3 separate regions of the Mus musculus genome follow, and all the other regions are linked to region 3. The links are chromatin contacts, called in public promoter capture Hi-C maps. All regions are on one chromosome and are shown on one strand. The core of a region is the stretch at or near the end of the contact, and the rest is flanking DNA. Distances in the headings are between cores, read along the strand shown.

Region 1 (4,687 bases), core at 2,051-4,550, 210 kb before region 3:
CACACATTTCTCTGTGAATGTGTGACCTGGATTTGTGAATTGGAGGAGGAGGAGGAGGAGGAGGAGGAGGAGGAGGAGGAGGAGGAGGAGGGGGAGGGGGAGGAGGAGGAGGAAGAGGAGGAAGAGGAGGAAGAGGAGGAAGAGGAGGAAGAGGAAAAGGAGGAGGAGGGGGTGGAGGAGGAGGAGGAGGAAGAGGAGGAGGAGGGGGTGGAGGAGGAGGAGGAGGTCGACGACAACAACAACAACAACATTACTACAGGACAGGAAATTCTCCAACTCTTAAAACATTCTTTAAGGGGCTTGGAGAGATGGCTCAGTAGTTAAGAGCATTGACTGCTCTTCCAAAGGTCCTGAGTTCAAATCCCAGCAACCACATGGTGGCTCACAACCATCTGTAATGAGATCTGATGCCCTCTTCTGGGGTGTCTGAAGACAGCTACAGTGCACTTATATATAATAAATAAACAAACAAATAAATAAATAAATAAATAAATAACGTTCTTTAAAATGCTTTAACCTAAAAATATTGGAACTCTGGTTTTAAAGGGAGGGCTTCTGTAGGATGAATATTACATGAGCATTTATAAAAATCAGATGGAGTCAAGGATTATTCTTCCATTCAGTGACTTGAATAGTCTAAGTTTTCCTGGTTAGTTTCTCTGGTCAACTTGAAACAAGCTAGAGTCATTTGGGAAAAGGGAACGTCAACTGAGAAAACTCAGATTGGGCTATGGAAGCATTTTCTTGATTAATGATCTGTATGGGAGGGCCCAGCCCACTGTGGGCGGTGCTGCCCCTAGGCTAGGTTCTGGGTTGTTTGAGAAAGCAGGACGAGCATCTGCTTTCCCGACCCAGGCAGATTCTACACGTTTTTTTCTCCAGGGTCTAGAGATGCAATGAGTCTACCTGACCTTTCTGACCCTCCAGATTCAGCCCAGGTCCCACATCTAGTGCCCTAACTCAGTCTGGCCTCACTGCCCTCACCTTGGTCAATCTTAGACCAGGCCTTTCCCATACCACATCCAACCTCCCCTCCCATCAAGGCAGATAGACCTCCACAGGCAGGGTCCGGCCCAGGATGCATATCTACCACTCTAGCCTAACCCTCTAGCTACCAGGTCTCATTCCATCTAAGCCATTTCCAACGTCTAAGCAACCAGCCCACACAGCCTCTGTCCCAACCTTGCAGGCAGAAGAAAAAGTAGAAGATCTGAACCAAATAAGCAAGGAATATGAAAAAGTAATAATAATAATAATAATAATAATAATAATAATAATCAGAAAAGGAACATTCAGGAAGCATGGGACTTCATGCAAAAACAAAACCTTCAGATTATGGGCATAGATGAGGGCTCAGAATCCCAACTCAATCCCAACCAGGCATTGTGTTCTATAATGTGGGAGGTCTGGGGGAGACCTCAGTGGGCCCATGTTGAGGTGTTCCCCTAAGTACAATACACTTTAGAAACATGGCCCAGAGGCTGTTGGGCTGGAACTGATCTGAAAGCAAACAACAGGCCCTCTCAACTAAGATGCCCAGGGGCCACAACAGCCAGCATAGCACGGTGACTCTAGAGGTGGTGCACACACCTGGCCAGCAACCCACAGCTCTCTGATTGGACTTAAGACCCACTCAAGAAGAGGGAGACCAAGCCTCGTTCTGGAAACCTAGCCAGGTACCCAGGGCTAGAGAAGTCCTGGATTGTGGCAGAGAACCCATTGTCAAGGGCTGGGCTTGAGGATCCAAGGCTTCCCCGACGAGACCGTGGTGTATGGAGAAGGAAAACAGCTCCCTCCCTGAAACCGGGAACATTTTTGGGGTGAGCACCGTGAGGCGGCTTAGGCTTCAGATCCTGAGACTCCAACACTTCCCACAATATGGGGTTATGGTTCTAAGCCCCGAGGCTGCTGTGTGCACTCCATCTGCAATGCTCTTGGGATGCTGCTGTGTTCCCCTTGTGTAACACTTTGCTAAGTTTCTTGCTGACTTTGTCCCATTGTATGATAATTTCTCCTGATTTTGACCATTTTGTTTTGTTTTTGTTTTTCAACCCCAGAAAGTAATATATAAGATACTGTACTTCCTACTAGCCTGCTTTTAAGAGCCACGAGCTTATTCAAAACCTCCTTATCTCAAACTTTCCTATCTTTAAAAAAAAAAGACATTTATTTATTATATGTAAGTACACTGTAGCTGTCATCAGACACTCCAGAAGAGGGCATCAGATCTTGTTACAGATGGTTGTGAGCCACCATGTGGTTGCTGGGATTTGAACTCAGGACTTTGGAAGAGCAGTTGGTGCTCTTAACCACTGAGCCATCTCTCCAGCCCCTTTCCTATCTTCTTTATCGTCTCATTTCCTGGCCACCTCTCACTTAGGACCCTGTCACTGAAGAACAACGTGCTGCTCTGGCTCAATCACCACTTTATTAAGCCAGCATAATTCCTATTACATTTTTGATATTTGTTACTTTGATACTCATAGTTAAGTACAGTCCTCACCCCTCATCTACGAAGCAGATGGAGGCCATGACAGAAAACTACAGCCAACGAAAATGCAGAATCTGTATTTTTCTGTAAAGCAATCTTGGTTTCAATACCAACTTCTAGAAATACCATGCTTATTCAAATTTAAGTGAGAAGCAAAGTTTTGTTTAAAATGACCTATTTGCTTTTTATTTCTTGGACTGTATCACCTAGCAGTTGTTTTCAGATGGTGAAATAAACCTTTCATGTGTGTGTGTGTGTGAGTGCGTGTGTGTGCACGTGTGTGTATGTATTTGTGTGTGTGCATGCATGTGTGTGTGTGTGTGCACTTGTGTGTATGTATATGTGTGTGCGTGCACGTGTGTGTATGTATATGTGTGTGTACATGCATGTGTGTATATTAATGCAGAAGCTGGCTCCATTTTGTCCCTAGAAAGCCAGAAGTAGCATGTACTTACCCGCTCCTGGCCAGCGGTGTCCCAGATGAGGAATTTGTGAAGTTCATTTCCACAAGGCACGGTTTTGGTCATGAAAGATGCCCTGAAAAGAGAGTCAACCATTCTGCATCATCGAAACTCCACAGACTTAGGAGCCTCAGTTCCTGTTATTATGCCTCAAAATGACCCTAAGAACCCTTGTCCCTAAACAAGAAGTAATGAGAGAGAGGCCACTGCAGATAAAAGGTCTGTATTTTATATAATCCAGCTGAAGTTTCAAAACGAAACAAAACAAAATGTGTGTGCAGGGGTGGTTCTGATGCTGTCCCGTTCCCAGTGGGTTCTTGATCTGTCAGTCAAGAAGTCATGGGCCAATTGCTGGGCAGAAGGAATAGGCAGGACTCCCTGGAGGAAAAGAGACAGATGCAAGGGAGGAGTTCACCATGCTTCAGAGAGAGAAAAGCCAAGAAGCCATGTGAGATCGAGGGAGGAGTGGCAGCCTGTGTGTCTGTCAGGGATGTTAACAGGGACTAGATGTAACTGATCAACTAAAGTTTAGGGCAGGTGGGAGGTACAGAGCTAAGAATACTGATAAGGGCACACTTTTCCAGACGGGAGATAGCAGCACCCAGCAATTGTGTCAGAAGGCTAGTTGAAAATGAGCAACCTGTGTGTGTCTGTGTGTCTTTTATCCATGGATTCACAGGAAGCTGGGTCAGGGCTGGTAGTGCTGCTAGTTCCTGGAGCTAAGGTGGGGTAGTGGAAGCTTCATGAAAGTGTGTAGACTGGAGGGATGGCTCAAAGGTTAAGAGTACCGAAGGCACTTGCAGAGGACCTTAGTTTGGGCCCCAGCATTCACACAGGAGCTCACAGCCATCTGTAACTTCATTTCCAAGGGATCCAATACCTTCTTCTGGCTTCCTTAGGCACTGCACTTACGTATTGTGCATAAGTACATGCAAACAAAATACTCATGCCCATAAAATAAATAAACATAATAAAAGAAAATGCATGTAGAAACAGAGTCAATTGTCCTAGAGTAATAGTCTCTGGGTATCAGGGAAATGTTGAATGTCTAGCCTTAGATATTAAAGCCTTACTATTAAAACAAGTATGAGGAAAAAAATGTCTTATCACTTTAAGACTTTGACTTCAAAACAGTATGAAAAGAAAGCTGTCTTACCATAGTCCCTGTGCTGACATTCAATACCAGCAGCAAGTAATGGAAGAATAGATCTAAATCTCAACCTATCTGCATCAATGTAGGGATTGCCTAAGTCAAGGTTTGCATTGCTATGATGAAATACCAACCAAAGCAAGGGTTTACTGGCTTACATTTCCACATCGCTGTTCAGCATTGGAGGAAGTCTGGACAGGAAGTCAAACTGGACAGGAACTTGGAGGCAGAAGCTGATGCAGAGGCCATGAAGGGGTGCTGCTTACTGGCTTGCTCCCCATAGCTTGCTCAGCCTGCTTTCTTATAGAACCCAGGACAGAGATCGCACCACCCACAATGGTCTGGGCCCTCCCACATCCATCACTAATTAAGAAAATGTCCAACAGTCTTGCCTATAGTCCTATTTTATGGAGCAATGTTCACAATCGAGGTTCTCTCTCCTGAGATGACTTTAGCCTGTGTCAAGTTGACACAGAATATCCAGCAGAGGGATAAAAAACAAAACACACGTATGCTTCTATCACAAAGGAGGGACTTCAAGGCATGAGTCAGAAACTACTGGCTATCCTTATCTACCTATTTTCT
Region 2 (4,547 bases), core at 1,697-4,196, 130 kb after region 3:
ACGATGGGGGTGCAATAGTGACATGCATACCTTGGTAGAAACCAACAGCTTTCTACTTGGACGTGGGGACTCCTCAACAAGAGGGAAACCATATCTGGTACTGAAAACCTAGCCAACTACCCAGAGCTGCTGGAGTCATGGATCTTGGGAGTATACCCGCCACTTTACCAAACAGCATGATAGCTAGCTATAATCTAAATGTTTAGCTTCTAGCCATTCATAAATGAAGTTCTCATCCCTTATCAAAGAAGCTTGTTTGAAACAGACAAGGACCACTACAGAAAACACAACCAATGAAAACGTAGAACAGGAGACTGTATAATACCAGCCTCAACTGAGAAGACTGCACAAATTCTGCACCTAAAGCTCAGAATCACTACAGAAAAGCAAAGCCTGTATGTAAGGCCCAAAGGAACAGGAAGTTTGCCCTGAGAGTGCGCCTCCTAGAAATATCAGAGGCCAGCTGTTACAGCCAGCTTTCTTTTCTTCTTTCTTTTTTTTTTTTTTTGAGACTTTTTTATTTTTAATTTATTTTTTACACTCCATATTCCTTTCCCCCATCCACACTCCGACGGCTCCATATCCCACACCTCCTCCCCTCCCCATCCGGTCTCCACGTGGATGGGAGTGCTCCCACCCCGAACTGCACCTGACCTCTAAACACCCTGGGACCTCCAGTCTCGTGAGGGTTAAGTGCATCATCTCTGAATGAACATAGACCCAGAAGTCCTCTACTGTATGTGTGTTGGGGGCTTCATATCAGCTGGTGTATGCTGTCTGGTTGGTGGTCCAGTGTTTGAGAGATCTCGGGGGTCCAGATTAATTGACACTGCTGGTCCTCCTGCAGCTTCTTTCAGCCTTCCCTAATTCAACAATAGGGGTCAGCTGCTTCTGTCCATTGGTTGGGTGCAAATATCTGCATCTGACTCTTTAAGCTGCTTGTTGGGTCTTTCGGAGGGCAGTCATGATAGGTCCCTTTTTGTGAGCGCTCCATAGCCTCAGTAATAGTGTCAGGCCTTGGGCCCTCCCCTTGAGCTGGATCCCACTAGATCAAAACCTCAGGTGACAACACATGTTGGAGAGGATGTGAAGAAAGAGGAACACTCCTCCATTGCTGGTGGGATTGCAAGCTGGTACAACCACTTGGGAAATCAGTTTGGTGGTTCCTCAGAAAATTGGACAAAGTACTCCTGAGGACCCAGCTATACCACTCCTGGGCATATACCCAAAAGATGCTCCAACTTGTAATAAGGACACATACTCCACTATGTTCATAGCAGCCTTATTTATAATAGCCAGAAGCTGGGAAGAACCCAGATGTCCCTCAACAGAAGATTGGATACAGAAAATGTGGTACAGAATGGAGTACTACTCAACTATTAAAAACAATGAATTTATGAAATTCTTGGGCAAATGGATGGTTCTGGAGGATATCATCCTGAGTGAGGTAACCCAATCACAAAAGAACACACATGATATGCACTCAAGCCCAGAAGCTCGGAATAACCAAGATACAATTCATGAAACACATGAAACTCAAGAAGAAGGAAGACCAGTGCGTGGATACTTCGTTCCTTTTTTGTTTGTTTGTTTGTTTGTTTTTTTGTTTTTTTCGAGACGGGGTTTTTCTGTGTAGCCCTGGCTGTCCTGGCACTCACTTTGTAGACCAGACTGGCCTCGAACTCAGAAATCTGTCTGCCTCTGCCTCCCGAGTGCTGGGATTAAAGGCATGCGCCACCATGCCCGGCCTACTTCGTTCCTTCTTAGAATGGGGAACAAAACACCCATGGAAGGAGTTACAAAGTGTGGAGCAGAGACTGAAGGAAGGACCATCCAGAGACTGCCCCACCTGGGGATACATCCCATAAACAACCATCAAAACCAGACACTATTTTGGATGCCAACAAGAGCCTGCTGATAGGAGCCTGATATAACTGTCTCCTGTGAGGCTGTGCTAGTGCCTGACAAATACAGAAGTGGATGCTCACAGCCATCCATTGGACTGAGCACAGAGGAAAGGAGCTAGAGAAAGTACCCAAGAAGCTGAAGGGGTTTGTAGCCCCATGGGAGGAACAACAATATGAACTAACCAGTACCCCCAGAGCTCCCTGGGACTAAACCACCAACCAAAGAAAACACATGGTGGGACTCATGCTCTAGCTGCATATGTAGCAGAGGATGGCCTAGTTGGTCATCAATGGGAGGAGAGGCCCTAGGTCCTGTGAAGGTTCTATGCCCCAGTATAGGGGAATTGCCAGGGTCAGGAGGTGGGGGTGAGCAAGGGTGTGGGGAATAGGGGGTTTTAGGAGGGGAAACCCAGAAGGGGGAATAACATTTGAAATGTAAATAAAGAAAGTATCTAATAAAAAAAGAAAAGAATTAGGGGAGCACTGATGGATCTGGAGGGGTGCAGGGCACCATAAGACGACCTACAAAGTCAACTAACCTTGGCCCATGGGGTCTTACAGAGACTAAACCACCAACCAAAGAGCATGCATGGGCTGGACTTAGGTCCCCTGCACGTATGCAGCAAATGTACCGCTTGGTCTTCATGTGGGTCCCCTAATAATTGGAGGGGGGCCGTTGCTTGCCTTCGGGTCCCTTTCCTCTAGGTGGGCTACCTTGTCTGGCCTCAGTGGGAAAGGATGCCTCTAGTCCTGCTGCAACTTCATGTGCCAGGTTGGTACTCTCAGAAGGGGAGGTATATTAGGGGGAGAGGGTTTGTGAGGATAGGACTGAGAGGAGAGGGGGGCAGGGTGGGGGGCTGCGATTGGGATGTGAAGTAAGTAAATAAAATAATGGGAAAAAGTGTTGGTATAGATGACTTGCCAAAGCAAGTTTAAGTTCACTAATGCTCTTTTTGCCCTAACAGATTCTAAAATTGCTGCAACCCCCACAATCCAGTAGAGGGCTGCAGTAGCTCAAAAGGAAATGGTACCTTCCCCTCCATTCTTGGCAAAAGAAAGTAAAGAAAAATCACCAAGGCTCAAAGTATCTGGTATCAACTCCAGTCACTTTTCCACTGACAGAGGAAAAAGCTTAGATTCCAGAAGAGGTGGAGCACAACCTCCAAATCCTAAAAGCAACTCTCGCCCGTTCTCCTTTTACAAACCAGTAGGCTCCCGAAGGTAAAAGAAAGTCTCAGTAACACATAGTTACGAGGAGGGAAAGATCACTCCAAATGCCTCCGCCTTCTCTGCTGCCTCACAGACCCACTACACAACGCTACCAGACCAACCTTAAAATGATCCTTTTGTTAGGAGGCTCTCAGTCTAACGTTATCAAATCTCCTCTGCATACCCAACAGAGTGGAAGTAAAACATTCATTAAATTTCAAAGTAAATCCCAGTACTCTGGAGACAGGCAGTGGATCTCTTCCATTTAAGCCTAGCCTGTATACACAGCAAGTCCCAGGCCATCCAGGCAGGACTACATAGTGAGAACAGCTCAAAAGAAAAATAAAAACACTTTTTCAAAGTAAATTTTTCGGTCACGTTTGCAATCTTAACATGTTCCCTGGCCAGAAATTGTTAACTGCTATATACAATGCACAACAGAGTCAGTAGGAGAAGAGTGAAGAATTCATTACAGAAGGTAGAGATACACTGGGAATACACTTTAAAAGGAGACTCCCAGCAAGTCAGAGGAAAAGACAAGCGACTGTTGGAAAACTACATGCAGAGATGGAGATAAAATTACCTCTGGGGAGTACATCCAGAGCTGAAGCTGAATTTGAAATGTTCAGCCTTACATTTAGTATTCTATTTTCTGTACCATTTAAATCACTTAAGGAGATTTCAATTTTTCTAAGTGATTTATTTTTTTAATATGCATTAGTGTTTTGCTTGTACATATATCTGTGTTGAGAGTGTTGGATCCCCTGGAACTGGAGTTATAGACAGTTGTGAGCTGCGATGTGTGTGCTGGGAACTGAACCAGGGTCCTCTGGAAGAGCAGTCAGTGCTCTTAACTTCTGAGCTATCTCTCCCGCCCTGAGATTTCTTTTTTTTTTTTTAATTATTTTGTATTCATTCATTCATTCATTCATTCATTCATTTGGGGCAAGATCTCACTGTATAGCCCTGGCTGATCTAGAACTTACTATGTAGACCAGATTGGACCTGAATTCACAAGAGGTCTGTCATCCTCGGCCTTATGAGTATTAAAGGTGTGCACTACCACGTCGAGCTCTAAGAGTAGTCATTTCTATGTGTGTGGCTGTCTTGCCTGCAAGCATGTGTATGCGTCACTTTTGTGGAACAGCCGGAAGAAGCCATCAAGGCTGCAGGACTGTAACTGTACATGGTGTTAGCAGCCATGTGAGAACCAGGAACTAAAATCAGGTCTTCGGAAAGAACACGTGCTCTTAAGGATCTTTCCAGGCCTAGTTTTCTTCTTGTTTTTTAAACAGGCTGTTTAATGGTCTTCTCTCCCATTCTTTACCAAAGTACATTATTACAGCCTATCTGTTTTAAACATATCATACTACTTATGAATTATCCTTATTATATTCTAAATATTGCTCACAGTTTATTCCTTTACAAAAC
Region 3 (4,772 bases), core at 1,627-4,126:
CCTGTGACCTCCACAGTGGAGGGGTACCTCAAAGCTGTCCTGTGACCTCCACAGTGGAGGGGTACCTCAAAGCTGTCCTGTGACCTCCACAGTGGAGGGGAACCTCAAAGCTGTCCTGTGACCTCCACAGTGGAGGGGTACCTCAAAGCTGTCCTGTGACCTCCACAGTGGAGGGGTACCTCAAAGCTGTCCTGTGACCTCCACAGTGGAGGGGTACCTCAAAGCTGTCCTGTGACCTCCACAAGTGTGACGGTGTGTGCTCACACTCAGAGGCACACACGGACACAATAACAAAATAAAAGTCAGTTCATTGACAACCTTGGCATCATTTGTAAACACCTGGCTTCACGGGGCACCACGACAGACACCTGACGGCTAACACAGATGCCATGCGATAGAGAATAGTTAGAGTCTGACTCAAATAGACACCAGACCTCGGAAGTCCTAACCACAGGGACAGCAGAGTAGAACGGGTACCTTTGTCGCTGGGGAAGGGGGCGTGGACATTGTTGCTGGGAACAGACACGTTTTGGTGGTGCAGCTGGTTCACAGTTTCTAGGAAGGAGACTAGGTTTTCATGGTGTGACAGCTCCTCTGCCACAGGGAAGGAGACGATGTTCCAGTTCAGCTGGGTGTCGCCCTCCGTCAGCGCCCTGAACAGGGACGGAATGGGCTCGTGCAGCTCCTCCACGGTGCTCTTGGATGTGGGCGGGGTGTCGCTGTAATTCCGAGGGTTGCACATACCTGGGGAAACAGGCCTTGCAAGTTTACTCTCCTTACGGATTATAACACTGCTGGATTCTGCTAATTCCCTGGGATGAAAGCTCTCAATGTTAACACTGATTTTTTTTTTTAAATGTTACATATTGATGTTTTCACAGCCTTTTTAGCCTTGAAAAGACAAAAAGTAATGAGAATTACCCACTGAGCAAACCAAGTTCCAAACTCCCCTCCACTAACAGCAACCAGGACAGCACAGAAAGGATTCCAAGGCTTTGGCAACACAGACACCTAGGAGTGTGTGTGTGTGTGTGTGTGTGTGTGTGCGTGTGTGTAAGACATAGAATGGAAGATTTCACCAACTCAATCAACATATGAGCATGAAAGCTGGGCCCAGGGCTTGGGATACAGCTCAGCTGCTAGAATGCTCTGCAAGCCCCTAGTTCAAACCCCACCACTGTATAACCTGTGTGGGACTGCACACCTGCTATCCCAGGCTAGTGGTCACCTCCACAGTCAGGATGCACAGAATGGACAGGAAGTGGGCCAGGCTATAAAACCCCACCCCAGGGCTTGCTCCAATGTCCTACTTCTCTAGCAAGGCTCCTCCTAAAGGTCCCACAGCATCCGTCACAGCATCATCAGCTGGGACCAGCTGTTCATACACACACACATTCACACACACACACACACACACACACACACGCACGCACACACACACACGCACGCACACACACAGTGGGAGACAGTTCACATCAAAACATAGCCCAAGGATGATCTTCAACGCCCAACCCTCCTATCCCTAACCTCTGTGCTGAGATTACAGATGTGTAAGACAACATCTGGCTTTATTTAGTTCTGGGGATTAAGTCTTGTGTATACTGTGTATACTGGTAGGCACTCCTTGTCTACTATACTTTAAAAACAGTCATGCTTCACACTTTAGTATCGATCATCTCTAATATGGAGCTTTGTGTCTTCCCTGGAGTAAAAGTTTGAAAAGTTAAGCCAAAATTTGTAAATTCTTTAAATTTTATAAATCAATCAATTCATTCTCTCTCTCTCTCTCTCTCTCTCTCTCTCCCTCCCTCCCTCCCTCCTTCCCTCCCTCCCTCTTCCCATCTTTATTTTTTACATATTCTTACAGAATTTGGCAAGAGCTGAGTAGAATAACATGTATCTCTCATAAAATTTAACTTAACAATTTAGATTATACGGCAGCATCACAGATTCGATGATCAAGTAAGAACACTTTACTCTCAGTGAGGAAACAGGCCCAAATCAAGTCAATGTCTTGTCTGCTATTACATAATCTAGGAACAGGGCCAGTATCATGACTCAACGCTCTCATGTTCACTGTCGCAATTACCATATGCTACAAGTAAGCCTCAAGTGCAGCGGACAGCCAGTGCTGCTTAGCAGACTGTTCAACACACACGCAAGTCTTCTGTCAGATTCTGTGGCAAAAGGAACCAGTAACCAGAGAAGACAGGGGGAATGCCTGAGTTCAAAGGTCAGACTTAAAACTCCAGTGCTTATCATCAAAGGGATCATTACATTACAGAAAATGCAGTGTTGTACATTTATAAACCTAGGCAGGTTTGTAATTTACATGGTGACCATTAAAGCCAGGACATGGAGGGGAACTGTAGGTAAGGTGGGGCACAGAAGCTGCCTCTTGGAAACAACCATGAACAAAGAGTCAGGTGACAAAGGACAGATTTTACTCTGGGAAGAGAAAGAGATGGAAACAGTCAGGACCCACAAAGGTGACAAGACAGCTAAGAGGCACAGAGGGACAGAACTGACACAGGACAGTTAGGGACAGCTGGCAACTGCATCTCTGGCACCTAGGATGGGAAGGAGTAGAATGGAAAGCCCAACACACTCTCTTAGGGCAGCTGGCTTCCTCCAGTCTGAGGGGGATGGGCGACAGAGCCTGAGGGTGGGCTGCTTCAGGAAGGATGCCCGTCACCAGAGCATAGGGATCATGAAAAGGAGAGGCAGCTTCCGCCACAGAGCCACAGCTGCTCAACACAAGAGACTGAGGCAGCCGAGATGACAAAGAACTGAACATCCACTCCACAGGCCTGGATCAAAAGCAGTAGCGTGAGGGAGCAGCAGTGACCCGATGAGAAGTGAGGCACGAGAACAGAGAGTTTCAACATCTAAAACCCAGCCAACGTGCAAATAAAAACCTCACATAATTCCAACACAAATACACTGGAAAGCATCGCCAACAAACCACTAAGTCAGACAAAAGAATGAGTGTTAGGGATGGAGGTCAAGGGTGACAAAATGTTGGGCATCAAAGTATCAATAAAGGAAAAACTATTGCTTACTGCTCCTTGTGTGTGTTTGTGTGTTCTGAGACAGGGTCTCTATACAGTACAGACTTGCCTTGAATTCACCATGTAGCCCAAGCTGGCCTCAGATTTGTGGCTATCCTCCTGTCTCAGTCTCCCAAGTGCTAGGATTACAGCATATGCCACCATGGTCAGTTAGAATGATATATTTCAAGTCCTGAGAGTAAGACTGTTAAACCCAGCAAGCTCATCCTTTTAAGTGAAGAAATAAAACAGTGTAGGACAAGGATGAACTAAAAACGGCTCATGACCACTAAGCTGTTGTTAGTTAAAGGAATTCTACGTCCACTTTACATCGGTACCGCCACCCATTCATCTGTGACAGACACCTGTGCTCCGTCCACACGTGAGCTCTGCGACAGTAGCCTGACACACATGTACGTCTGTACTACTAAGCTTAGGATTGTTGAACATAGAACAAAGCTTCAACATTTCTTGAGGAAAATATACTCTCAAACTTGTGCTTCAGAGTCTGAAGGCCTAGTTCCTCCTCACAGGAGAGCTCAGAGCCTTTCCTCACTGCCTCGGCCAGGGATGTCTGTCTCCCATGTCCCCTGTGTGGCTGTTTTCCAATGGTTCTTAACTGAACTCTCAGTTAAACCTGCTATTTTTCTTCAATCCGTGTTTTTCTCTTTGTTTTTCTGCCCTATTTATGTTTCGTTGGTCTTCTATTATAGCTTTTATTTTTCTCTCCAATGCGGAATGTAAATTTTCTTTTTAAAAAGACATCAAGTCTGGGAGTGCTGGCACACACCTTTGAGCCCAGCATTCAGAGGCAGAGGCAGGCGGATCTCTGTGAATTTCAAGCCAACCTGGTCACCACAGAGAGTTCCAGGTCATTGTGGTCTACACAGTGAGACCCTGCCTAATAAGGGACAAAGTCAGGAGAGGACCAGCATGAGTGGGGAGGGCAAGAGAGGATGCAGAGGTGGTAACCATGGTAACAGCACTCTGCAACCATCTATGGGAATCTCACGGTGGAGCTCCAGCCTTCGCTCACTTACTATATGAGGAGAAGAAAACTTAGTTCTTACATGGCTACAAACAAGTGGCCCAGTGACCCAGTGGTCCTGATGAACACCGAGGGCAGTTGGTGTGTGCTGTGTTTCTGCACTGTGCACCTGCCTGCCCTCTCCATCCCTCCTGTCTGTGCGCCCCTTCCCTAACACTCGTTCTTACTGTGAACGCACAGGGTCCTACCTCAGCCTTCCAGGATCATCACACCCAGGCATTATTTTTTTTCTAAAATCTTCTAGAATCTTCTTTAACTTGAAAGCTAATAAATTTTTATAGAGGATTATCTACAGGTAAATAAGTCTTTCTTAAAGTTGCTCAGCATTCTATGAAGTCTTTCAAGAACCCCTCACTCCAGAACTGGGACGTTTTCTTCTATTATTGTTTGACTTTAAAATTTTATTTATTTATTTATGTTTATTTATTTAGAGACAGTTTTCTTTGTATAACAGTCCTGGGTATCCTGGACCTTGCTTTGTAGATCAGGCTGGCCTCAAACTCAGACAGATCTGCCTAACTGCCTCCTGAGTGCTGGGATTAAAGGTGTGCTTCAACCACACCTAGCTGACTTTCTCCCCACCCGTCTATTTTAAATCTTTCTTTCCTTGAGTATCCTGTAATATTTTCAATCTGTTTGTTTTATAGTTCATGATATTCTAATGTTTATATTTA

The links. Capture Hi-C pulls out chosen DNA fragments and counts their contacts.
Region 1: a promoter capture Hi-C map of adipose tissue shows a contact between it and region 3. The contact joins two enhancer-like sites. A contact is called at or near these places in 1 of 484 Hi-C or Micro-C datasets (uterus) and 1 of 9 other capture datasets (adipose tissue).
Region 2: a contact with region 3 is called in a promoter capture Hi-C map of adipose tissue. The contact joins two enhancer-like sites. A contact is called at or near these places in 1 of 484 Hi-C or Micro-C datasets (Th1 cells) and 2 of 9 other capture datasets (adipose tissue and liver).

Annotation. Positions count from the first base shown.
Region 1 is chr17:65,714,536-65,719,222 of GRCm38.p6, forward strand. Rab31 (RAB31, member RAS oncogene family) reads right to left here. Exons shown (of 7, transcript NM_133685.2): 3 at 2,947-3,028. Among named protein-coding and RNA genes, the nearest start is that of Rab31, 56 kb to the right of the region's middle. Within about 2 kb of position 3,301, at least 21 of the 459 cell types and tissues checked have an H3K27ac peak or open chromatin away from gene starts, as enhancers often do. A contact at or near this core is called in adipose tissue, where this site is marked.
Region 2 is chr17:66,058,510-66,063,056 of GRCm38.p6, forward strand. The region is part of intron 1 of Ankrd12 (ankyrin repeat domain 12); the gene reads right to left. Among named protein-coding and RNA genes, the nearest start is that of Ankrd12, 16 kb to the right of the region's middle. Within about 2 kb of position 2,947, at least 19 of the 459 cell types and tissues checked have an H3K27ac peak or open chromatin away from gene starts, as enhancers often do. A contact at or near this core is called in adipose tissue, where this site is marked.
Region 3 is chr17:65,929,070-65,933,841 of GRCm38.p6, forward strand. Twsg1 (twisted gastrulation BMP signaling modulator 1) reads right to left here. Exons shown (of 5, transcript NM_023053.3): 4 at 478-744. Among named protein-coding and RNA genes, the nearest start is that of Gm35550, 18 kb to the left of the region's middle. Within about 2 kb of position 2,877, at least 132 of the 459 cell types and tissues checked have an H3K27ac peak or open chromatin away from gene starts, as enhancers often do. A contact at or near this core is called in adipose tissue, where this site is marked.